Linked DNA regions of Mus musculus: regions 1, 2, 3, 4, 5 and 6 are each linked to region 7. The links are chromatin contacts, called in public promoter capture Hi-C and targeted proximity ligation maps. All regions are on one chromosome and are shown on one strand. The core of a region is the stretch at or near the end of the contact, and the rest is flanking DNA. Distances in the headings are between cores, read along the strand shown.

Region 1 (3,173 bases), core at 325-2,824, 380 kb before region 7:
TCCTCCCTGCTTCAGCCTTTCAAGTGCAGGAATTAAGAACATACGTCACCATGCCACCTCTCCTAAAATAGAGTCCCTCTTCCCGAGCTGTCTGACCTTGTTATTTCCATTTCCGGCTGTTGTATACCAGTTCCTATGATTGATTCATCTATGCGTTGATTCAATAGGTATTACCAAGCACCTACATACAAGTACACCACTGAGTACTGTACTATGGTAGGTAGGTGCTAAGGATACAGTAATATGTTTACCCAGGGAACAGAGAGGCTAGTAGGAGTTTTATACACTGAGCATATAATCAACAGCAGATTAATTTATGTCGGACTTGTCGGAAAGGCTGTTCGGAGCCTAGGGATGTAGCTTGGCTGACTGTTTGCCCAGCAAGCGTGAAGCCCTTGGTTTAATTCCCACACTGGTAAACTAAGTGTGGTAAAGCATGCCTGTAATCGCAGTACTTAGGAGGTGGACACAGGAGGACGAGTGGTTTAAAGTCGTAATTGGCCACATAGCAAGGTCAGCCTGGAATACCTGAAATCCTGGGAAAGGAGGAAGGAAAGGAACGAGGAAGGAAGAAGAGAGGGAAAGAAGAAGTATTTACTCGTGAAAGCTGGTCAAATGGCTCAGGAGGTAAAGTTTTTGTTCCTGAAACTCACACAGGGGAAGGAGTCAGCTGATTCCTCCAGAGCTGCATCAGAGAGCCAGTGAGCCCCACACGCCTTCCCCTTCCCACACAATAAATAATGTGATACAATTTATTTTGTACTTCAGATTTTATTTTATGTGCATGGGTATTTTTGCCTCCATGTTTGTCTGTGCACTGTGAGAGTGCCTGGTGCCCATGGAGGCCAGAAGAGGGCATCTGATGTTTGGGAATTGGAGTTACAGATGGTCATGAGCCACCTTGTGGGTTCTGGGAACGAAACCTGGGTTCTCCGCAAGAGCAACAAGTGTTCTTAACTGATGGTTCATCTGTCCAGATTTTTTAAAAAATTAAAAAATTTTAAAGACCACGAATACTTGTGAACTGGCATGGTGGTGCAGGCTTGTGACCCCAGCTACCTAGGAGACTGATGTAGGATGAGGTCCAGATCTTCCTGTCTCGAAGAGAAGAAGGAAGTTGGGGGTTTAGCTCAGCCAGACTGCTCACCTAACATTTGCTAGCCCTGAGCCCAAACCTCAGTATGGAAGAGGTGGAGGTGGAGGTCAGATAGTGAACAAGACAGCGGAAATTCTTATAGGGTCAAAGATCTTCCAAGGAACTGAGCAGGACCACATGAGGGTGGAAGCAGAAAGTCACCAGTAAAAGAGCATTTCATTTGCTACTCGAGAACAGCTCAGACAGTAGTGTGACCACCGTGACCATTTTATAGATGCTTCCCACCTCCCCCACTCCCTGCCCCCAGCAGATTTCTGCCTAACACACCTTATTTTCTGAGGCCTGATTGAGGTGGAAAGGGTTCTTGTCCAGCAGAGGGCAGGATGAGAAGGAAAACGGCAGGCGCTCAGGGTCAGCCCAGCATCAGTCTAGCCGCAGGTGTAGTCGCAATCGACCAGCAGAGGGCGCCGCGGAACCGTCTTGGCTCTACCAAATGTGCCCTGGTCCCTACCCCACCACACCCACTGGGACTCCAGTACTCCTGACCCAGCAAGCTTTCAGCGCCCTGGGGCTTTTCCTTGCACGCTAGTGCCCTCTTTTGTTTTCCTAGCCGCTTGTTCCTTAATCAAACTGTGGAATAACAAACCAGGGCAAGTCACTGAAGTTAACTTCAAACAGCGAGCCAGTGACCACAGACACATGGACCTGTCTCATCCAGTTCTCGTGCCGGGTCCCCAGGCAAGCAGCCATACAGAGTGCCAGCTGGTTGTTGCCTCTGTGCCACGGCTGCACGTCCCTCATGTAGGCACAATCTTGGGTTTCTTCAGGCAGGGTGACCTGGCAGGTCTGCCCCACCCACAGCTGGTTTCGCTTTCCTAATGTTAGAAGTGCCTCTAACTGAGGGAGGGTGGCGGAACAGGTTTCAGCATTTTCCCTATTTTTTTTTTTTTAATATGCTTATTTGCTTAAGATTTCTTTCTGGTGAGTTCTCCCCCTTCTCAAGAGATGCCCAGAGCGCCCTCTTTGGCATTTGTCCAAAGTCCAGGTTCTAATAGCTTTCAGCTAGTTTAATTTTAACCATAAAGCCGTCTTTTGGAATAATTACTTTTTAATCCGGAAAGAGCCAGTTTGATACAAGACTGTAAGACGTTCCTCCTGCTCAGAGCTAGCAGATGTAGAGGAATATTCATTTCCTGCAAGTGCGTCTCCTAAGTGAGGGAGCTGATGGGTGTGAGAATGGAAAGTGGAGAGAAATTGATTGGGTTTAACTGTTTCAATGTCTGCTTTAATGAACTTGGTGTCTAAGGAGAATAAGCTGGAACGAGAGCGGGGAGAGACAATATAAAGACCTTTGTGCTGATCTGCAGGTGGCAAAGTGGCCTATTCTCAGAGTTGTCCTGTGCACAAGCAGATACGCTCTGATTTCTGGGACAGTCTCTGCTTCTCAGACAGAAGACACAATGGCCTTTGTTAGATCATCTATTGGTTGTCAATTCTAAAACCGTAGGCATCTAAGAGACCTGTCAGCAGCCACCGGCCTTTTCTCCTTCGGACTGGCCCAGCAAGGGCGGGCCATCAGCGACGAGAGTCCCCAGAGTGCTCCACGCTAGCTGGATCCCATTTCTTTCCTTATGGCCCCAGTCCTTTGTAATAATTACTTGTGTTTATGAAACCTTAAAGGATTTTTGATGTATCAGGGTAGAAATCCGTCTTCCTTTTTGTTGTTGAGGTAGCAAGCTTTTTATTTGGCAATAAAAGACAAATCAAAGGTGAGAATGAGAGGAGAGGGAGCTGTGTGTGGTGGGGACCGTCTGGAGAGAGTCCTGCTGAGGCAAGCGGGCTTGGGAGAACACTGTTACAGAAATCAACTTTACTGTCGCCCATGCTGGGCTTGCTCGTGTCCAGGGCTCTCGTGGCAGCACTGGGTGAGAGGGAGAGGATAAAGGAAGCCTTAGCACATGTTACCAATGGCAAGTCTTGAGCCAAAATCAAGGCTCTCCTAATCTAGTTGGAGCTGGGCCTTTTGGGGTTAAGAGTAAATCGTATGTGTATAGTCTCAGCTCCAGAGAGGTGGAGA
Region 2 (3,104 bases), core at 33-2,532, 270 kb after region 7:
AGTTCCTGTGAACAAAGGATCAGGGTATGGTTAGGCTTATATTTAGGCTAAAGGAGACAGGATAGTAGGCTGGCCTTGAACTCAGCTCTACCTGTCTCTGCCTCCCCTGACTTGGATTAGTGGTGGGCCTCCATGACCAGCCTTCTGTTTTTAGAGGCAGGGTCTCATGTATCCCAAACTCCTGTGTTCTCCAGGATGACTCTCTGGTCCTCTGCTCCTGAATGCAGGATTACAGGGAGCTCCAGCACCCGCTCAGATATGCGCCGCTGGAGCCTTGTGCATGGTAGGCAAGCACCCAACCAATGAGCTACATCCCAGCCCATGAGGTCCTCTTTAGATAAAACAACTCCACCCCTGAGATCCAGTTTCCTAAGCCAGTAGGTGCTTAATGGCTCTAAGTATGAAGAGGAGGCATGTGGAAGGGCTGAGGGTGGGGAGGGACAGTCCTTACAGAGGGAACAGCAGGTTAAGCAGAGAAATGCAGAGCTTGGACAATGGAGAGCCATGGGTCCATCTCCCACAGATGCGGGCCCATCATCACCAGTCCAGCACACTAGGCTGTGTAGGCAAGGATGCCAAATTCCCTAATGATTCAGAACATAAAACCCGACCAACAGGAAGCAGAATACCATGACTGATCAAGCATCCTGACTTCATAAATCCTTTCATTTCCTGGTTGGATTAAATCAGACTACAAAAGATCTGCCCTAGGGTCTGGCAATGAGGATGAAAGGCAAGCATACACCACAGTGCTGTGTATGGAGAGTGCCTGGCACAGAGGAGAGACCTCAAAGTAGTTTTACCCGACTGGAGCAGGTGCGCAGGTGGGAAGAAAGCAATGCATGCGTAAATCTCAGTGTAAAACGCTCTTGGGCATCCGGCACATCATTCCCAGAACCTACATGGTGGAAGGAAGCAAAATGCTGCTTGTAAAACACACACACACACACACACACACACACACAAGAATGGGGTTTTTTGTTTGTTTGTTTTTGGAGACAGGGTTTCTCTATATAGCTCTGGCTGTCCTGGAGCTCACTTTGTAGACCAGGCTGGCCTCGAACTCAGAAATCCGCCTGCCTCTGCCTCCCCAGTGCTGGGATTAAAGGCGTGTGCCATCATGCCCGGCGCGAGAAAGGTTTTTTTCAAGAAACAATAATAGTAGTTAAGGGATAGGTCATGAGGCTGCGCGTGACGCTCAGAAGTTAGGTGTTCTTGCGCAGGCTTCAGTTTTGTGAAACCCCGCCCTGCCTCAAATCTGCGCGTGCGCGGAGGATTTGGCGGGAAGTTCCAAGGCTTCGCTTGTGCACATCAAGCTAAAGGCCGAGTTCAGAGGAGACCGACGAGAACCTGAGTCCCTGGCCCGCAGTCTTTTGACTTCGACGTCCTCTCTTGGAAAAAAAAAAAAGATTTCTGAGCAGAAAGTCAAGCGTGGCCACCTTTCTGAGGTGCTGGAGGAACCCTAGTCAGTGTGCGAGCGACAAGTGTGGCTGTCAGCGCCTGAGCGCTTCGAGGCTGAGGTAACCGCCGCCCCGCTGCTGGTGTCCCCGGGCTTTGAGCGGGTTCCGCCTTGGAGGGAAGTTTCTGGGCCGGGCCCCACACGCAGCCTCTGGAGGACCCTGGTCCCTGAGGCCTGGCTTGGGGATTGCCCAACCCGGCCGTTGGCTATAAGGCCTTGAAGGGCAGGCTGGGCACTGGTGCAGACTGGAAGCTTGAAGAGGGTGGAGAGCTGGGGTGGCAGTGGCAGGGAATGGCCGCCATGAGCCTCCAGAGGGTAACCAGCTCAGAGATGATGAGAGCTATGTCTTCTGGGCTAGTGAGGAGTGCTCTTCAACCCTCTCATGTCCAGGGTGGTGCCATGTTTGCCTAGGACACCGATCCAGCTTTCTCAGACACTGCCCCCACCCAGTCCTTCTGTACAGAAACTTCCAGATAGTCAAAGGAAGTGTTCATTCTGGCTTTTAACTACTCCCTAACCCAGGTTTAATAGCGGCGCACACACACACACACACACACACACACACACACACACACACACACACGACTTTTTCATTGACATGCTTCCTGTCACATGTTTTGTTGTTTTTTTCTTGTGTTTTGGTTTGCTTTGCAGTCTTTGTTGCTTGGTGGTTTTGTTCATTTCTTTATTTTTTGTTTGTTTTGTTTGTTTGTTTTTGGTTTGGATACTCATGGAATCAGGGTCTCATGTAACCCAGGCTGGCCTGAAACTCAGCACATAGTTAAGGATGACCTTGAACTTCTGATCCTGCCTCCACCCTGAGTGCTAGGATCATAGGGATGGACTACTGACATATTTTCTGGGGCTGGAGAAATAGCTCATAGATTAAGTGCGCAGGTTCCTCTTAGAGGAACCAGATTTTGATTCCCAGCACTCATATGGGGGTCCACAGCCATCAGTAACTTCAGTTCCAGGGGATCTGATGTCCTCTTCTGGCCTTTGTGGGCACCAGGCTCAATGTGGTGTACTGACATATATAGAAGCAAAACACTGATATACACAAAATAATAATAGAAACAATTATATTTAAAGAAAAATATTTGGAGAAATTTCTTTCCTAAAATCCCCTGTTTCCCCAGGAAGGGCGTGTGTGTGTGTCTTTGGTTAGGTGTTCAGGTAACCGGGTATCTCTCAGCAAACTGGGTTTGCTTTTTTTTTTTTAACATTTCTTTTTCTTTTTTCATTTTCATGTATATGTAGTGTGTGTATGTGTATTCACATGTGTACGAGGCCTGAAGTTGATGTTAGAATTTGGCCTCCATTACTCTTCAACCTCACCAATTGAGGTGATGCCTCTCAATCAAACCTAGAGCTTGTGAGTGCAACCAGTCTTGCTAGGCAGCTTGCTGTGGAGATCCCTGTCTCTACCTCCTGAGGCTGGCATTCCAGCTCACCAGACATTTACATGGGTGCTGGAGGCCCTAACTTTGGTCTTCACACTTGCATGACAAACACTTTCATCTCTGAGCTATCTTGTCTACTTTCTTTCCTTTTTTAACAACAGGGTCTGACTCTTGAGCCCAAGCAGTCTTCACACTCATAACACTTCTCCTCCTTCATCCTCCTGAGGGCTAGGGTTTCAGGT
Region 3 (3,476 bases), core at 210-2,709, 440 kb before region 7:
GCAATGGAAGCTGAGGAAATGTCTTATTGGGTAAACCGCTTGCTACACAGCATGAGGGTCTGGGTTCAGATTTCCAGCCCTAGCATAAAGGCCAGCTATAGTGGTGATGCAGGTTTGTAACCCTTAGAGGGCCAGGGAGGTGAAGACTGGCAGACCACTCTGGCACTCTGGCCACGCAATCTAGCTAAATTAGTAATTTCCAGCGACAAACCCTGTCTTAAAACATAAGGTGAATAGGTACACACGAATATACCACATACATTACCACTCAGACAGTTAAATGAAATGAAGCAGATTTTTTTTTTTAAACGTCAAGGCAGAGCGGAGCATGGTAGTGTACACCTTTCATCCCAGAGCCTAGGAGGCAGAAACAGGCGGATCTTTGTGAGTTCGAGGCCTCATCTACTTAGTGAGTTCCAGAACAGTCAGAGTTACACAATGTGAGACCCTGTCTCAAAATGACAAAACAAAAACAAACAAACAAACAAGATGGAAAGAGGTTGGGTAAGGGAAAGTTAAGGAAGACCTGGTTATTGCCGCTAGCGGTCTGGGCCAGGCACGGGAACCCTGGACACGCAACCCTTTCCCGTCTAGGCCCGCCTTGAGACGTGGGCAACGCGAAGTCCCGCCCATTCACCCCTTCCTGGGCGCTGGAGGCACCCAGACTCCGCCTCCAAGGCATGATCTCCGCTGGGGGCGGAGGCGGAAACTGGGTGGGGGACTTGGATGGGAAGAGGCTCGGGAAAGGGCTGGCACTGGGCCCTAGTGTCCTCCGCGCCCAAGTTCAAGCTTGCCCGCCTTCCCAGGGGCTTCCATTCATTTCGAGCCAAGAATACTGCTGCCCTCTCCCCCATACTACTGTAGTTTTGCGCTGGCACGGCTTGGGGAAGCAGTACCCCAAGTAAAGAGACCACCTGGAGGCCGTGGATGTGGATGCAGAGGGAATTGGACAATTAATTTGGACAATTAATTAAGTTGGACGAGGGTCTGGAAACCTTGGATGAAGTTTTAGGATCATCTAAGTGATGATGGTTTAACACTGGATAAAATTCTGAAAGGAGTAGAATTTGAAGCTCTGAGGATTAAATGCCTAGTAGGTTCTGGGAGGCGCAGAATCGGGTTACACGGAGGTGCGAATGCACAGCATGGGATTCCGGAGGCACAGGTTAGATAGGGTCTAGGTGGGCAGAATAACATTTTGAGTGAAGGCCCGGGGTCCTTAGGTGAGTTTGGGGGCCAAGCATCAAGGTCAGTGGCCTAAGGATCCAAACTTTGGGAAACTCTGGCTGGGCGTCCGCAGGCGACTCCAGGCAGCGCCGCGGGGGACCGGGTGGGGGCCTGTGGCCGGCCGGGGCGGAGAAGCCGGGGGGTCGGGGTCCCTCCCCCTGGCGCGGGCTCAGGAATCCGCCGAAGGGCGGGCGGAGGCGCCGGGGTGGGCCGCGGCCGGCGGGCGGGCGGGGGGCGCTTCCTGGGGCCGCGCGTCCAGTGAGCTGCGCGGTCCGTCCGTCCGTCCGCCCGCCCGCAGGCACTGCTGGAGTCGACGCGTGAGTGGCCTCCAGCGGAGGGAGGGCGCGGGCCGTTTGGCGGCCGAGTCGGTGCTGCGCGGAGCGGGGAGGCCTGCGCTTCACGACTCGCGGGGCGGGGGCGGGGCGGTCCGGGATTGCGGGCCTGGGCCATAGGCCTGCGAAAGGATTCTGTCCCCAGCCCTGGAAGGTTCCAGCCTCAGCACAGTCCTGAGACGAGACAGCTGGGACCCAGGCTCCCCTTCCAGATAGAGGGAATGGGGGGTGCTGTGGCAGAAACCCCTGACTTCTGCCCACCACCTCCCAGCCTCAGGATGCTCCCTTTTGCCTCCTGCCTCCCCGGGTCTTTGCTGCTCTGGGCGTTTCTGCTGTTGCTCTTGGGAGCAGCGTCCCCACAGGATCCCGAGGAGCCGGACAGCTACACGGTGGGGACCGTGGGGTCACCAGCTTGGGATGGGATGGGAAGGACAGTGAGATCAGGATCCTGGGGAGGCTGCTTCTGGGCAAGATTCTCCCCGGCTTGGTTGGTGGAAAGCTGGAGGCCATTGTGTGGAGCTGACCCGAGCATGACTCTGAACTCTGGCCCTGGTCTTGGCCTGGCTAGTTGGTGGAGACAGCCAGGGTGGTCACTGGCCACATCGGGTTCCCTTCCAGGAATGCACAGATGGCTATGAGTGGGATGCAGACAGCCAGCACTGCCGGGGTGAGTCTCTGTCTGGGGTACTAGCCATCTTCAGGAACTGGGAAGGGGGTTGTTGTTTCCCAGGGATACCTTACCTCCCAGAGCTGCTGCAGGAACTTGATGGCCCTTTTCCCTGTCCAGCTTGGTAGCCAGCCATGCTTCCCTTGTGCCACTCAGTTAGGAGCCCTGCCCCTTCAAGAAGCTGGACAAACGGCCTCTATCCTGCAGGAGGGAAGGGAGCACCTGGCTATTGCCCAGAGAGAAGGAAATACGCACACCTTCCCTGGACTGCACTGTACCTGCCTAGCCCAGCTCTTTATCCCAATGCAGCCTGGGAGAGCCGTGCATGCCCCGTGGGTCGGCAGGCCCGCAAAATTTCTCTTGGGCAAAGGTAGAGGCAGGGATTTGAGGAGGCAGGAGAATGGAGATACCAGTGTGAAACAGGGGGCCCCACTCCCAGTCCTGCCAATCCCTGGCAGGGCTTCTGGGTCAGCAGCCTTAGTTTGCCTAGCAGAGAGAAAGTCTTGCTCTGTTGCTCAGCTTAGAGAAGGCCAAGTTGGGCATCTGCCTCCCACTACCTCCAGGGCCAGCCCAGGTGACTGGCTGTGCCCAGCAGGCCCCTCTCTGCAGATGTCAACGAGTGCCTGACCATCCCGGAGGCTTGCAAGGGTGAGATGAAATGCATCAACCACTACGGGGGTTATTTGTGTCTGCCTCGCTCTGCTGCCGTCATCAGTGATCTCCATGGTGAAGGACCTCCACCGCCAGCGGCCCATGCTCAACAACCAAACCCTTGCCCGCAGGGCTACGAGCCTGATGAACAGGAGAGCTGTGTGGGTAAGCAAGGGCTGATCGGGTGTCTGGGCTTCCACGCGGTTTATGAGTTTTTTCCCCGAGACAGGGTTTCTCTGTGGAGCCCTGGCTGTCCTGGAACTCATAGACCAGGCTGGCCTCGAACTCAGAAATCTGCCTGCCTCTGCCTCCCGAGTGCTGGGATTATAGGCGTGTGTTACCATTCCTGACTTTTTTTTTTTTTAATTTTTAAACTAATTTTGTATTTACTGTACAAAGTAATGCGTTCCATCATGGTATCATCTCCTGGCACATGTCATTCTTGTTTGTTTTCATCTTCTAGTAGCACTTTTTGGTCCTCCCTAGTTTTTGTTGTTGTTGTTTTTGTTTTTTATTTATTTTTTTGTTTTCTTTTGGGGGCGATTTTGAGACAGTTTCTGGATTTGATCCCCACCATCACAAAAACAAGAGGATCTCTG
Region 4 (3,198 bases), core at 259-2,758, 330 kb after region 7:
CCTCCAGGGCTGGAGAGGTTAGGGGACAGGGTCTGCCAGCCAGGATGACTCTGTACCATGTACTTATGAGTAGGGACTCAGGTAGCCCAAGAGGTTAGCATGGACCTTGATAGATATACATTAGGCACCAAAGACTCTCATTGATGTGAGTCATAGTCCCTTTTGCCAGAGATAAGCAGAATGGCTCCTCTTAGCAAGTAGGAACTATCATCCCCCACTCCACCCCACCCCACCCTGCAGGACCGGGTTTCTCTGTGTAACCTTGGCTGTTCTGGAACTCCCTCTGTAGACTAGGCTAGCCTGGAATTCAAAGACTGGCTTGGTGTATGTCCCTGAGGGAATCCTCACTTTTGTCTAAATGTCTGAATTTGGGAAAAGGAATTTCTTGGGGACCTGACAGAATTTTTAAAAAGAGAGAAATGGGTGTGTGTGTGTGTGTGCCTTCAATCCCAGATTTTAGAAGCACAGGCAGATGCATCTCTGATTTCAAGGATAGCCTGGTCTACAGAGCGTTCCAGGACAGCCAGGCTACACAGAGAAACTTTGTCTCGGAAAAAACAAAAAACAAAAAAAGGAAAGAACAAGGAAGAAGAAAGAAAAAAAAAAGTGGAAACAAATAGTGCCTTTTTAGGGAGTTGTTAACAATAATGGATAAGATAAGCGGCTAGGAGGAGTGGGGAGAGGGGTTTTGTGGAGGCAAACTGGGAGGAATAACATTTGAAATGTAAATAGATGCCTGGCAGTGGTGGTGCACGCCTTTAACGCCAGCACTTGGGAGGCAGAGGCAGGCTTTAGAGGCCAGCCTGGTCTACAGAGTGAGTTCTAGGACAGCCAGGGATACACAGAGAAACCCTGTCTCGAAAAACATACAAACAGAAATGTAAATAGATAAAATAACAAATAAGCAAATGAAAAAAGATAAAGGACTAAAGCAAGTTTCATAGGGCTGGGCGTGATGATGTATGCACGCCTTAAATTCCATCATAGAGAGGCAGAGGCAGGAGGATCCTATGAGTTCAAGGCCAGCCTGGACTACAGTGTGAGTTTCAGAACCGCCAAATACAGAAAAGCTTGTCTCCAAAAAAAAAAAAAAAAAAGTTTTATAAAAGTGCAAATGTGCATTTGTTGCCAAAAGATAGACTGCAAAATTCGCACTGACTTTACTCCTCTGATAAGCTTGTCTACAAATTGGGTGAGTCACTGTTCCTTTAAATTCTTCCCAATCACCTAAAAAAAAAAAAAAAAAGTTGGACAAATCGGCACATGCGCACTCTTCCTGGCCCGGACTGTCGCCCTACGGTTGCAGCCTTTCCGCAGCTTGAAGCAAGGAGGTTAAAGGTCCTCCCACTCAGAATTTACGCGCAAGCGTAAACTACGATTGGGAGCATTTCATCTCGCAAAGAGCCCAGTCCCTTTTTCGCTCTTCAAGGCTCCGCCTCCCGCGGCCAATCAGTGGGCCTCGCCCTTCGCAATGACCAATGGCAGCGAGCGTGGGGGCGTGGTTGGGCGTCCGGGGGCGCGGCCTGGCGCTGAGAGAAGCGGCGGGGCGAACCGGGGGCTCTAGTGAACAGCACAGCCGGACCGAGATCGCCGGCTGTCGGCCAGCGGAAGCGGCTCGGGCCCGGCGGTCCCCGAGATGTCACGATGGCTGTGGCCATGGTCGAACTGTGTGAAAGAGCGTGTCTGCCGCTACTTGCTACAGCACTACTTGGGTCACTTCTTTCAGGAGCACCTCAGCCTGGACCAGCTCAGCCTGGATCTGTACAAGGGCAGCGTTGCCCTGCGGGATATTCACCTGGAAACCTGGGTGAGGAGGCAGGGCAGAGGTGGGATGGTGTGGAGAGAGGGAGCACGGGCCAGCGAAGGGTCCTCGCGGAAGGTTTGGGCTGGAGGACAGGCACCGTGTTTGGAGAGGCCAGTGGGTCTCGACCGCCTCCGCCAGGCCCCCTGGCTGGCCCGTCACCACTTAACCAGAAGCTAGGAGAGAAGTCTCTGTCTTCACCTCTCTAGGAGAGACAGACTAGGAAGTGAGGTGTTACTTTAAAAAAAAAAATGTCACCATCATCATACGGAGTTTGGGAGAGCTGCTTGGGGAAGGGGATTCCCGGGAGCTAGGGGAGCAGAGAGATGTTGTGGGGAGCCAGGCAGTAACAAGAGCTGGAACTAGGGTAGTCAGGGAGGCTTTGGGGGTGTTAAGAGCCCTGCCAGGGGCACCTGTAGAAAGATGTGTCCTGACCTCCTCACCCCATGATCCTGGGCATAAGGGGTGGAGATCGCCCCCGGATGTGGATGTCAACAACAGCGTCACTGCCTTCTGTGTTGATCCACACCTCGTGTGACTGTTGCTGCTCTCTACTTCCTGCTTTTGGGAGAGTGGGAGGGGCCTAGCTTGGGTTTAGGGAAGGACTTGGTCTCTGGCATCTCTACCTGGAGGGCAGCCCTCCAGGAGAGGTGTAGAGGTTTAGCTTCAGGCTAGCTGGGGTGGGGGATGGGAGGAGAAGCTGGGCCTGATGCTCAGGAGGTCTGAGGCCTAGGGTATGGAGTTGAGCAGGAGGCTGGGGGTGGCAGGTGAGGGGCATTGACTCACAGCTGATGGCTGGGAGTAGCCAAGGAGCCACCAATTAGAGGCTCCAGCTAAGGGCTGGTATGGGGTCATCCTAGCTCCAAGAGCAGTAGAATGGGCATGTGGCAGGGCTGGCCTCTTTCTCTTTTCTAGCTGGCCTATGGGTCTGCAGCTTCACTTAGAAAGAGCTAGAGGTGAGCCATGCCTTTGGGAACAAATATGGGTTGAAGAGATGGTGGCATCTTCTAATGGCCTGGTATAAGAGGTGTCTGACCTTCGCCTCTTAAACCGCTCAGAAAAATATCCAACATCTGGGTGTTCCCTTTTTTTTTTTTTTTGCTTTCAGCCAGAATGCCTTCTCAGTCCACTCTCTTGTTTCTTTTTTTTTTGGGAGGGGGGGCTGTCCAGGGCCCTGGCTGTTTTCTAGCCTCTCCCAGACAGCCCAGGCACCTCACTTAAGCCCACCCCTCTCTGCTCTTCACCCTACAACCCTACCTTGAAGGCATTCCAAGCAACTACATGGTCCAAGGACCAAGTTGAGCCCTTCCCAGCCTCAGCTTTCCTGGTACCTGGAGTGACTAAGACAAATGCCTAGGCCTCAGTGTCCCCATCAATAGAAGAGGAAGGTTGACTCA
Region 5 (3,385 bases), core at 94-2,593, 390 kb after region 7:
TGGGAATTCTGGGTCATTCTTGACTACATAGTGTGTTCCAGATCAGCCTAGTTTATATGAGAGGATAAAAACAACACCAACAACAAAAACCGTAAATCCAAACTCCAGTCTGCCCTCCCTGACCCTCCCTTGGCAGTGCCATGGCATTGAATTTGAATCCTGAGTCTCTTTCCCAGCCTGATAGATCTGGAAAGAAATATATGCCTGTGTTTTCCCCATTTCAAATTGTGGACCTCATGGAGAAGGGGCTTCTGTAAAGATCAAATGAGAGACCTACAGTGGTTGGTTGGTTTTTTTTTTTTTTTTTTTTTGTTTTGTTTTTTTTTTACAGGGTTTCTCTGTATAGCCCTGGCTGTCCTGGAACTTACTCTGAAGACCAGGCTGGCCTGGATCCCAGAGATCTACCTGTTTTTGCCTCCCAAGTACTGGGATTAAAGGCGTGCACTCCCACACCACCACCCCAACATAACCCCTGTAATGTTTCTAGACCCCGTTAGATGGGATTTGGGTGTCCCACTCACTTTGCCCCTGCAAACATTCAGAATGCTTCCTCCCTCAACGCTGATGACTCGATCCTGTCAAGGTCTTCAGCTTGCAGTCTGGAAGGAGAGGCAAGCCCTCTAAGTAGGCCTTTAAACAAGTTGTTCAAAAGACACCAGAGCACCCTTCTCTTTGGTATCTGGCCTGTCACCATCAAGACCAACACAGATGGCCAGAAATAAAAAACCTCCCTGGACACAGCCAGCACCTCCACCTCCTTTGCCTCCATCAGCACATCTCAAACTTCTTGTGCCCTCCACGTTCCAGTTCAGGGCCTTGTTCCCGCCAAAGCCTTGAAAATCAGTCCCATCTAGGTCCACACGAGAATCTAGTTTCAGAGACCCCCTACCCTCAGCCTTCCAAAGCCGCAGTGTATTCATGCTAAATGAGTGTGCCCATCCTACCTCAACTACATGTCTCTGGGTTAGTTTTAAGGATTTAAAGGAGATCAGAAACTTTTGGGGGTAGATGGGTGTGTTGCCTTAGCGCCGCTTTCAAACCGAGGCCAGAGCGGACTACAACTCCCATCCGGCTTCAGGGCCGCAACCGTCCCTAGCCCCTCTGGCCTGGCTAAGGGACAGGCCGCTGGCCGGGTCCCGCGGGAAGTTGCGCTAGGCTCTGTCTAGGTTAGTGTCTCATGAGGGTCTAGGTGGCGCTGGGACTGGGGTGGCACCGTGATCAGAGGGGCCTTTTGCGACCCCAACGGACCCCCTCCAACCCCGCCCAGGAGTTACTTTTCGTGGCCCGCCCTCCCACTTCCTGGACGAGGGTCGGCCCCGCCCCCGCGCGCCTCCGCCTTCCCACCTTCACCTTCAGCCGCGGCTCCCATTGGCCGGCGCGCACCTGCCCGTCCGTCGGGGGCGGGCTTGGAGGGCGGGGCGGGCGACCAGGTGAAGGAGCGCGGGTGGCGACCGAGGAAGGTGACAGCGGGGAGGGCGGGAGGGAGGGGGGAAGCCGCGCAGAACGAGCCACGGGACCACAGACGGACCGCCGGGCGGACGGACGGACGGGGCATGCGGGCGGCCTGGCTCTAGCCCGGGTTTCGGGGCTCCAGCGGCAGCCATGGAGCAGCGGCTGCGTGCGCTGGAGCAGCTGGTACGGGGCGAAGCTGGTGGCAGCCCAGGGCTCGACGGCCTCCTGGATCTGCTGCTGGGGGTGCACCAAGAGCTCAGCAGCGCCCCCCTGCGCCGGGAGCGTAACGTGGCGCAGTTTCTGAGCTGGGGTGAGTGGTCCGGGCAACACCCGGGAAGGGAAGCTGGAGGGACGACAACACCTGGAGCTTTGTGCCCCCAGACCTTTTCCCGGGAGTGGCATATTCCTGAAACTTCCTCATTGTGCTGTATCTAACGCTTGCCGTTGGTCTCCACAGCCCGCTCGCTCACCTGCACCTTACTTCAAACTCCCAGAGACAGGTACATAAGGTACACTTCCCACATACCCTGCTACAGACCCCAGACATGTTGCCAATACACATCTTTCACAACGGTCACCTCATGCTCTACCTAGAACATACATTTAGGCGGACACCGTTTTGTGTGACATAAACATACAGACTTTCTCTATTTCCTCCGTTCTTCAAGAGGACGGGCACTTTGTTCTAGGACCCCTCTCACCTGTCACACACTCAAAAGTCCTCGTCCTTCACCTTGCAGACAAGTCTCCTTACTTCAATCCCTAGCCGGGACCAAGAACCAACCTCAACCCCTTTGGAGGATTTGGGGTCTTGTTAGAAGTGGTTTTATTTGATTCGTCTGAATCCTTGGGAATGGCTGACTTAGGGTGATCCTAAACCCAATGTGGGCACTGGACACATCTGGCCAGGCTTTGGTGAGGAGGGCATGGGAATTGGGCCTGAAACATGGGGTGTTTACCCTGTAGGCGATCAGAGTTCTTGGTGCTCCTGAGCTATGGGCAGACACAAGGCTAGGCCAAATATGGATGGGGGTCTACCAGCCAGTCCTGCCATTTCTTTCTGGGGTGAGAGCAGTTAGACGGCCCTGCCCCCGTTGCCTGCCTGTTTCTCTGTGACTCTTCTGTGTTTTACAAGTGTCTGATTTGTCATCACTCCCACATGACACCTGTACCTGGGTGTGTGCATGTGGCACATGTGTGTGTGTTTACACATATGTGTGTTTCTCCCTGCCTGCCTCTGGCACCTCTGCTTGGGACCCCAACACAGGGCATGTCTGTTGACTTCTCCCGAGGTAACTCCAAGGCCGGGTGTGACTCACGCCTCTCCTGCCCCAACTTGTCCCTGCTCCTGCCCAGAGCCCCCACCCCTTCTGGCAAGACAAAGGTATTAGGCATCCTGTCCAGGAGGTTGGATCTGGGCACCAAGTTTGGCCAATGTGGCTGGTGGTCACCTCTGATATTTCTGCAGGCTGGCAGCTGCTCCTCCCTGGCTCCATGCATAAACCTGGGAAGAGACAATTAATTTCTGTAGTGAGGTTTGCACACCTCCCCCGCTGTGGGGGTTCTGCCTGATAAACCTGTGGAACAGCTCTCTGTCCCACCCACAGGCCCGCCCAGCTGGCAGGGAGTTTACCTTCTGGCAGGGGGAAACTGAGGCAAGGTGCCAGATCGTAGATGTCCCCCAGTCCTCACTGGTCACTCCTGTCTTCATCATTTCCCAAGACTCGGTGCCCTTCCCCCTGGCCTACAGCCACTTCAGTTATGGGGAGAGCCTGGGAGTGGTTGGACCTAGCCCTTGCGGAGGTGGTGGTAGGGCAAACAGACTGTGATGCGGGAGGAGGTTCCTGCCTGTATAAGCCCCATCCAGAGAGGGAGGTAGGGCTCTAAGTGGCAGGGCTATCAAGCCTGGAAGGAATCCTGTGTGCTCACACCC
Region 6 (3,511 bases), core at 730-3,229, 310 kb before region 7:
TGCCCATGTAGTGGACACCTTGGAGGGCATAGCATGCTCCGGGAGCCAGAGAATGGACACTTTGGTTAGAGCAGGCGAAGGGAAGAAGCAGTTGAAGAGGTGGACTCTTGAGTTTGGAACCAAATATGATGGGTGGCAGCTGGACATGGTGGTACATGTCTTTAATTCTAGCACTTGGGAGGCAGAGGCCAGTGGATTTCCTGAGTTCAAACCCAGCCTGGTCTATAGGGCAAGTTTCAGGACAGCCAGGGCTACACAGAAAAACCCTGGCTCAAAAACAAAAACAACAAAAAACAAAACAAATTTTAAGGTCTGTACATGGTTGGTGGCAGAATTCCGCAGAAAAGATCCATACACATCTTAGCAGAGTCAAATCAGCAGCTTCAGTTAGACCACACGCTTGTCAGAGCAGCTGAGTCCCTTTGATAGTTGAAAGGTACAGCTAAGAGCTATTATTCGGGCTATTGATTAGTGGTTCAGGCTGGGAAAGCCCACTGGAACGTATGAGATGGCTTGACAATGGGTGTAAGGAGGTACAATATGTGCAGTGTGAGCTGGTGGGGCATGTGCAGTGAGCTGGTGGGGCATGTGCAATGAGCTGGTGGGGCATGTGCAGTGTGAGCTGGTGGGACATGTGCAGTGAGCTGGTGGGACATGTGCAGCGTGAGCTGGTGGGGCATGTGCAGTGAGCTGGTGGGGCATATGCAGTGAGCTGGTAGGACATGTGCAGTGTGAGCTGGTAGGACATGTGCAGTGAGCTGGTGGGGCATGTGCAGTGAGCTGGTGGGGCATGTGCAGTGAGCTGGTGGGGCATGTGCAGTGTGAGCTGGTGGGGCATGTGCAGTGTGAGCTGGTGGGAAATACAGCGCAGCTGGAAGGATTACTTGGAGACCAACAGTGAAATATTATTTGCTGGAATCTCCAAGTCTTAAGGCATGGAGACAGGCCAGGGGCAGTGTGTTTCCCTTGAGGTTTGAGCAGCCAGGCCCTGCCCTCAAGACTTCTCTAATCATTATGTCCAGCCCCACTGGAAATTAACCAGGCCCTGCCTTAAGGAAAAAACAAAACAAAACAAAACAAAACAAAACAAAACAAAACAAGCCAGGCATAGTGGCGCAGGCCTTTGATCCCAGCACAGGAGAGGCAGAGGCAGGCGGATTTCTGAGTTCAAGGCCAGCCAGGTCTACAGAGTGAGTTCCAGGACAACCAGGGCTACACAGAGAAACCCTATCTCAAACAAACGAACAAACAAAGAAAAGAAAAAACAAAACAACAAAACCCACCCAAGATGAAGCCACAGATTGCATCAGTCCCTGAGCTGCCCCAACATCAGGTTGCAAAATCCTTCCATTCTCAGAGCACTCTGGATAGTTCTGCCCCATCTCCAAAACCCTCCTGCTCCGTTCTTTGCTGCTTCTGAGCAGAGACAGCCGCCTTCCCTCCTGTCTCTTTTCCAATAACTCTCTTATGTGAGGTTTGTTGTAGGATGTGATTTCGTAGTATTTTTGGCTCCCAACTGCCAGGATACCTTTCTCCTCAGAGCTGTAACATTTACACTGGTTTTAGAGTCAAGTCAGGGGTCGGGTGTTCTTTCTTTGGCCTTTTTTCCCTACAGGATGGTAGTCCTAGAGCACGTGCTTAATATGTCCAAGGCCCTGAGTCCAATCCTCATCACCACCAAAAATAGTTTGTCAGACAACCTATTTAAATAGGACTCTTCTAGGAATCCGTTCAGTTTTTTGTTGTTGTTTGCTTGCTTTCAAACGACAAAAACCATAAAAATATTAGGGCTGGGTGGGCACGGTGGCGCAAGCTAAACCCCAGCACTGGGAAGTGGAGGCACAAGAATGAGATCACACATAAAGACTTGAGCACAGGAAGGCAGGTGCTTACAGAGAACAGCCAGAGAAAAGACTACGTTTCCCATAAGGCTCTGCATCTAGTGTGCTCGGTCTCCCGACAGGCCCTGCGTTCCTCACCCGCCAGCTTTTGCCTGAACCTTACAAGCTTCTGAGATGAAGAACCCGGAGGAAGCGGCAGACGGGAAACAGCGTATTCACCTGCGCCCTGGCTCGCTGCGTGGTGCCGCACCGGCTAAGCTGCACCTCCTGCCCTGCGACGTTCTAGTCAGCCGGCCGGCCCCGGTAGATCGCTTCTTCACGCCCGCCGTCCGCCACGATGCAGACGGTGAGTCCGAGCAGGCCCCGCGGCTCTCGGGCTTCGTGGCCCGCGGCAGACGCCACCCGTACATCCTCCCGTGGCCAGGCTGGCCTGATGGCTTTGCATGTCCCTCCTGCAGGGCTACAGGCGTCGTTTCGCGGTCGCGGCCTGCGGGGCGAGGAGGTAGCTGTGCCGCCAGGGTTTGCGGGATTCGTGATGGTGACGGAGGAGAAGGGAGAGGGGTTGATAGGGAAACTGAACTTCTCCGGGGACGCGGAGGACAAAGCGGACGAGGCGCAGGAGCCGCTGGAGCGGGACTTCGTGAGCAAAGGGAGATGGTAGGTTTGGGGTGAGGGCAGTAGCTGCTGTCCCGAGTCTCAACCCGGCCTTTTCCAGGACCGCCTTATCGGGGCCACCGGCAGCTTCAGCCATTTCACCTTGTGGGGTCTGGAAACGGTCCCGGGTCCAGATGCCAAAGTGCATAGGGCCCTAGGTTGGCCCAGCCTCGCAGCAGCGGTACGTATACTCAGGAGCCCTTTTCCTCCTCAGACTTGGTCAGTCCTTCTATCCGATTTGAATAGTGTCTCTAGTGATTTGGGGGCTTTAGGGCAATAAACACCACGGGGATCATGGCTCCGGAGGCCCAAACTCCCAGTGGTGGGGGGCATTCCCCACTTTTCTCTTAGACGAGGCTATCACCCTGAGCAGCTGGGTCCCCACCCAACTGCTGTGTATTATAAGTCACAAAGTAGAAGTGACTCCTGTTGCAGATTCACGCCCAGGTCCCTGAGGACTGAGAACCAGATCATGAGAATGACAGTCACAGATCCCTTCTCACCACTTGGAGCGACTGTTTCTATCCCAATAAATGAGATCTTCACAATGCCTGAGTCTGTGGGCACCTTAGCACCCTGAAGCTGCCATTACATGGCACCCAGTTTGGTAAGAACTCCTGATAGCTCTGCCTATATAAACAATTTATTTCTGGGGGCAAGAGGGGCCAGAACTTTGCAACCAGCGCCCACCCCACCCTCCAGCTCCTCCTTTATAAAAGAAATTTTTACAATCACCGGTCCTGTACAGAATGCTCCCCACCCATCTTAATGTACACAGCTGCCTGGATCCCTTTGGTCCACGTGTTCAGAGCGGACCTGGGCCAGTAAGCCAGTTATCCTCGGAGTTGGCCTAGACCTGAGCTTGCCTTGGCACTGGCCACTAGTGGGCCCCTCCTAGGCCTCTTCTCCTCTTGGGTCTGTTCTTCGGCCTGTCTCACTTTGCGTGCCTCTTCGAAGCTCAAATGGGACAAGACAGGGTGCTAGCCATGGTTCGGCCAGCTCTCGTGGTATGGCAA
Region 7 (3,523 bases), core at 871-3,370:
GCCTTATATAACTCTAGAAAGTTTTAAAAACTAGCTGGCAGCCATGGTTATTTTAACACTAGTATTTACTCTAATAAGACCACTATAAAGACTATTTCAACCATGACGTTGTAATTGAGAAAAACAGAAAATTAAGACAGAAAGTCTTCTCACACGGCAAAAAATGAAAAAGATGAGCTAGTGGTCTTTCCCTCAGTGAGTGATGGCAGCTGACAGAAGACAGAAGCATACTATTTTTTTTAAAAAGGCATCAGAAAGGCATCTTTCCAGAGTGAGAATGGTGTGAGAATCAAAGCCTTCCCTGTAAAGGGAAAGTTCCCCGGGGAACATGTTAGGAGCTTCCAGTCTTCTGCACTACAGCTGAGGAGAAGCAAGTTAGTGCCCCACTGATACTCAGGAACCAGTGAGTTAAAGAGGCATGAAGAGCAATGCTCTATTTAAATGGGCACCCAACACTTAAAATACTACACCAATGGGTTGGCAACTCCATTTTCTGCCAGACCATCTTTCAACATGAAGAACTCCATTGACATCTAATTCTGAAAACCTAGGCAAGCATATTCTTTTAGACAGTAAGATTTTCAGGGTAAAAGCTGTGACTCCTCCTTTCACAGGAAACCTGGGGGGTGGGGAGGGGGCACAGGACAACTCCCCTTCCAGGGGAATAAGGGGGGTCCAACAAAGAGAAAGGCAGGGTAATAAAGACTTAACTTCTGAGTCCAGAAGGAGAACTATAAAATTGGTAAATTAACAGCCTCATTTCTAAATTGAGGGAAATGTCAGCCTGAAGAGAGCCGGGGATCCGGAGTGGGCAGATCACAGAGATAATAGCGTTGGGAGGAGGGGTGGTTGAAATAGGCAGCAGGATGAAGCCAAAAGCGAGATTAAAAAAAAAAAAAAAGCCACAAGAGAAGGCACTTAGCTTAATGGAAGTGGAAAAGCATTTTCAAAGAAAGGGGCTGCAAGCAGCAGGGAAGAAGCAACTTAACCTTAAAAAAAATTTTTTAAAAGCCTCTTGGGACGATTGGGGCTCAGCCCACGACAAAGACAGATAAAGCTGCGAAAAGTCCTCCAGAATGGTTCCAAAACCTTTACTTTGTCATCCAGAATCCAAAAGCTTTGATTGGACAGCTGAAACACTTCAATTTCTCTATCCTTACATCACGTCTAACATGGCCATTAAGGGAAGAGAAGGCCATTCTTAAATCCAATGGGCACCCCGTTCCAAAACTCTGATTCTTCTTCAAGAAGGAAGGAAGAGCCTCATCCAAACATCTCCAACTGAGGGGAAGCGACTAGCAGGCCAGTCCCCGTTCCCGGTGTCGCCCAACAACCGTTTATTTCAGCTCCACTGGAAATCTGACCCGCACAATGGCATCTGGGGGACAGAGAACGCCCACCTCAGGGCTCCTGCGGACTGGAAGGCCATCTGGCTCCGGTCTAGTTCCCCACTCCCCGAAGTTCTGCTCTTGGACCAGTTCTTCCCAAGAACATTTTTAGTTTCGTGGACCCCGGATTTCCCGGTTAACGTCACCAGGCTGCTTAAGTCTTAGGACTCCGCAGGGACGGCGGAGCCTATGGCCCCAGGGACGGCGGTGGGCGGGGAGGGGACCCCGATCTCCTAGTGCCGCCGGCCTCGGCTTGGCGGGACTGACGCGTCTCCAGAGAGGGGCCAGGGACCGTGAGCCTCTCCTTCGCAGCCCGCAGCTCCGCTCGGGGCTCGGCCCGCGAGGAGGACACCCGTCGGGGGCTCCGGTGTGCCCCCCTCCAGTCCTCCACAAGTTTCCAAAAGAAGCCCAGCGCCGTCTCCCGAGTCTCCTGTTGCCCTCCCTCCCAGCAGTCGCACAGCAAGGACTTCCCGGGCATGTCCTTCTCTCTACCTTGTCTCTTCCCGCACCTCCCTCTCTACTCCCAGGTCCTTTACAAGATTTCTGGTACATGAGAGATTAAAAAAGAAAAAAGAGACAAACAAACAAAAAAGACCACTCACAGCTTCACTACATTCTCCACCACAGCCGCCATCTTCCCTGTTCCTCTCCCTCAGGCCGGGAGGCCCCGAAACCTACAACGCGCAGGCGCTAAGCCTTCTCAGGACACAGGGTCCTCGACCCTCTGCGCAGGCGCAGCTAGGGGGTGCGCGCACGCACAGGCCCACGAGAGCGAGCGCTCGAGAACGACCTGTCCTGAAGGAGCCTAGGATCCCAGTGCGCAGGCGCGATTGGAAAACTTACATGCCCTCTGCAGCTCATTCTAGAGATCCGTCTCCCCTCCATTTAGTGACGCCTCAGCTAGGAGATCTGGCTCGGTTGGAAAGTGAGAAAGGTAAGTGAAAAGGCCACGCGGATAGGCTAGAAGTTGCAAACAGTGTCCTGCCTGGCTGGCCGTTAGCCACGAGGTTGACACACAGGGAGAGATTGGTGGGTAGGTAGTGAAAGGTCAGAGTCCCAGTCCTTTAGGTACCTCTGTTCCCAGTCAGCCCATTTTAGAGAATGGAAAGTGAGTGCCCAAAATGGGCTGTTCTTGGGCCTGACTCTCATTCGGACAATTCCTGCCAGTAAACCCGGTCCTTGAACTTCACTGGCACCCACCTCTTCTCTCTTGCTTGCCTCTCTCTCCCTCTTCCTCTCCCTCTCTCTCCCTCTCCCCTCTCCCTCTCTCTCCATTCCTTTGCTCTGTATGTCTGTCTTTGTGTGCGTGCATGTGCCATAGCATATGTGTAAGAGTGAGAGAGCAGCTTGGGGATGTGAGTTCTTTCATTCTACTTTGTACCTGGGGGATGGTGGTCAGGTTGTCAGGCGTGGTGCCCAGAGTCCGTATCTGCTGTGTCATCCCACAAGCCCTTGATTGCTATTACCAAGCCATTCTCCACATTGAAAGTTTTCACTGGTGTGACTAGCCCTCTTAGTTCTATACTATTTATTTCTCCTTCAGTATCGAGTTATGCAAATCCATGAACAAACATGTTTCCCCTTAAAGAAGAAACCAGCCGGGCGGTAGGGGCACACACCTTTAATCCCAGCACTTGGGAGGCAGAGACAGGAGGATTTCTGAGTTTAAGGCCAGCCTGGTCTACAAAGTGAGTTCCAGGACAGCCAGGGCTACACAGAGAAGCACTGTCTCAAAAAAACAAAAGCAAAAACAAAAACAAAACAAGAAGAAGAAGAAACCAACAGGACTCCCTTAAGCCCATTGGCACTGCATCTCAGCCCATTTCTTTTCACTCTTTCTAAGCAGATTTTCATTCGTATTCTGTACTGCCCTGTTTTCCTAGGCTCTCTTCTGCTTACTGAGTGCTTTTGTTCCCACCAGGCCTTTTGAAATAACTCCTAACAAAGTCACCAAACCTCGGTTTCAATGGATTTAGAAGCGATCTACTCTCTGTCCATGTTGGACCTGATATATATGTGTATATGTATATGTATGCATAGATTGTCTTTTTTTCTTTAGGAGGTAGGAGGATTGCCACAAGTTCAAGGCCCATGCAGGCTACACAAGCTCCAAGCCACTGGGGCTACATAGAAAA

What was found. Promoter capture Hi-C pulls out the DNA fragments that hold promoters and counts their contacts.
Region 1: a promoter capture Hi-C map of pre-B cells shows a contact between it and region 7, with 8 times the contacts expected there. A contact is called at or near these places in 13 of 39 promoter capture datasets (the 3T3-L1 cell line, the C10 cell line, embryonic stem cells and 6 more), 7 of 130 datasets of targeted methods (astrocytes, bone marrow-derived macrophages, embryonic stem cells and 2 more) and 3 of 9 other capture datasets (adipose tissue, embryonic stem cells and liver).
Region 2: a contact with region 7 is called in a promoter capture Hi-C map of the SN4741 cell line, with 6 times the contacts expected there. A contact is called at or near these places in 3 of 39 promoter capture datasets (the SN4741 cell line, neutrophils and stem cell-derived epiblast-like cells), 2 of 130 datasets of targeted methods (astrocytes and embryonic stem cells) and 1 of 9 other capture datasets (adipose tissue).
Region 3: a contact with region 7 is called in a promoter capture Hi-C map of neural stem cells. A contact is called at or near these places in 15 of 39 promoter capture datasets (the 3T3-L1 cell line, the C10 cell line, the HPC-7 cell line and 8 more), 1 of 484 Hi-C or Micro-C datasets (B cells), 2 of 130 datasets of targeted methods (bone marrow-derived macrophages and embryonic stem cells) and 4 of 9 other capture datasets (adipose tissue, embryonic stem cells, liver and 1 more).
Region 4: a contact with region 7 is called in a targeted proximity ligation map of the SCID.adh cell line, with 15 read pairs. A contact is called at or near these places in 13 of 39 promoter capture datasets (the C10 cell line, the HPC-7 cell line, cranial neural crest and 9 more), 9 of 484 Hi-C or Micro-C datasets (the AML12 cell line, CD4 T cells, cerebellum and 5 more), 15 of 130 datasets of targeted methods (the SCID.adh cell line, astrocytes, embryonic limb bud and 6 more) and 4 of 9 other capture datasets (adipose tissue, embryonic stem cells, liver and 1 more).
Region 5: a promoter capture Hi-C map of pre-B cells shows a contact between it and region 7, with 4 times the contacts expected there. A contact is called at or near these places in 8 of 39 promoter capture datasets (the HPC-7 cell line, embryonic stem cells, fetal liver and 4 more), 5 of 484 Hi-C or Micro-C datasets (CD8 T cells, embryonic stem cells, pro-B cells and 1 more), 20 of 130 datasets of targeted methods (the SCID.adh cell line, bone marrow-derived macrophages, cardiomyocytes and 12 more) and 4 of 9 other capture datasets (adipose tissue, embryonic stem cells, liver and 1 more).
Region 6: a contact with region 7 is called in a promoter capture Hi-C map of the SN4741 cell line, with 5 times the contacts expected there. A contact is called at or near these places in 11 of 39 promoter capture datasets (the 3T3-L1 cell line, 3T3-L1-derived adipocytes, the C10 cell line and 6 more), 1 of 484 Hi-C or Micro-C datasets (CD4 T cells), 8 of 130 datasets of targeted methods (the 230-238 cell line, the SCID.adh cell line, T-cell acute lymphoblastic leukemia and 4 more) and 4 of 9 other capture datasets (adipose tissue, embryonic stem cells, liver and 1 more).

What each region holds. Positions count from the first base shown.
Region 1 is chr19:5,527,962-5,531,134 of GRCm38.p6, forward strand. It overlaps the pseudogene Gm31166. Among named protein-coding and RNA genes, the nearest start is that of Snx32, 19 kb to the left of the region's middle.
Region 2 is chr19:6,183,063-6,186,166 of GRCm38.p6, forward strand. Majin (membrane anchored junction protein) reads left to right here and starts at 1,283. Exons shown (of 11, transcript NM_001165919.2): 1 at 1,283-1,520.
Region 3 is chr19:5,473,231-5,476,706 of GRCm38.p6, forward strand. Efemp2 (epidermal growth factor-containing fibulin-like extracellular matrix protein 2) reads left to right here and starts at 1,460. Exons shown (of 11, transcript NM_021474.3): 1 at 1,460-1,544; 2 at 1,831-1,948; 3 at 2,178-2,226; 4 at 2,836-3,042. The coding sequence starts at 1,838.
Region 4 is chr19:6,240,160-6,243,357 of GRCm38.p6, forward strand. It overlaps Atg2a (autophagy related 2A), which reads left to right and starts at 1,509. Exons shown (of 40, transcript NM_194348.3): 1 at 1,509-1,807. The coding sequence starts at 1,637.
Region 5 is chr19:6,305,114-6,308,498 of GRCm38.p6, forward strand. It overlaps Cdc42bpg (CDC42 binding protein kinase gamma (DMPK-like)), which reads left to right and starts at 1,344. Exons shown (of 37, transcript NM_001033342.1): 1 at 1,344-1,762. The coding sequence starts at 1,603. Gm52380 (a long non-coding RNA gene) reads right to left here and starts at 1,433. Exons shown (of 3, transcript XR_003952842.1): 1 at 1,351-1,433; 2 at 522-599.
Region 6 is chr19:5,599,894-5,603,404 of GRCm38.p6, forward strand. It overlaps Rnaseh2c (ribonuclease H2, subunit C), which reads left to right and starts at 1,980. Exons shown (of 4, transcript NM_026616.2): 1 at 1,980-2,187; 2 at 2,300-2,481; 3 at 2,557-2,676; 4 at 2,931-3,066. The coding sequence starts at 2,016. The coding sequence ends at 2,957. It overlaps Kat5 (K(lysine) acetyltransferase 5), which reads right to left. Exons shown (of 14, transcript NM_178637.2): 14 at 3,121-3,511.
Region 7 is chr19:5,910,751-5,914,273 of GRCm38.p6, forward strand. It overlaps Dpf2 (D4, zinc and double PHD fingers family 2), which reads right to left and starts at 2,121. Exons shown (of 11, transcript NM_011262.5): 1 at 1,991-2,121. The coding sequence starts at 2,022. It overlaps Gm42067 (predicted gene, 42067), which reads left to right and starts at 2,204. Exons shown (of 2, transcript NR_168272.1): 1 at 2,204-2,322.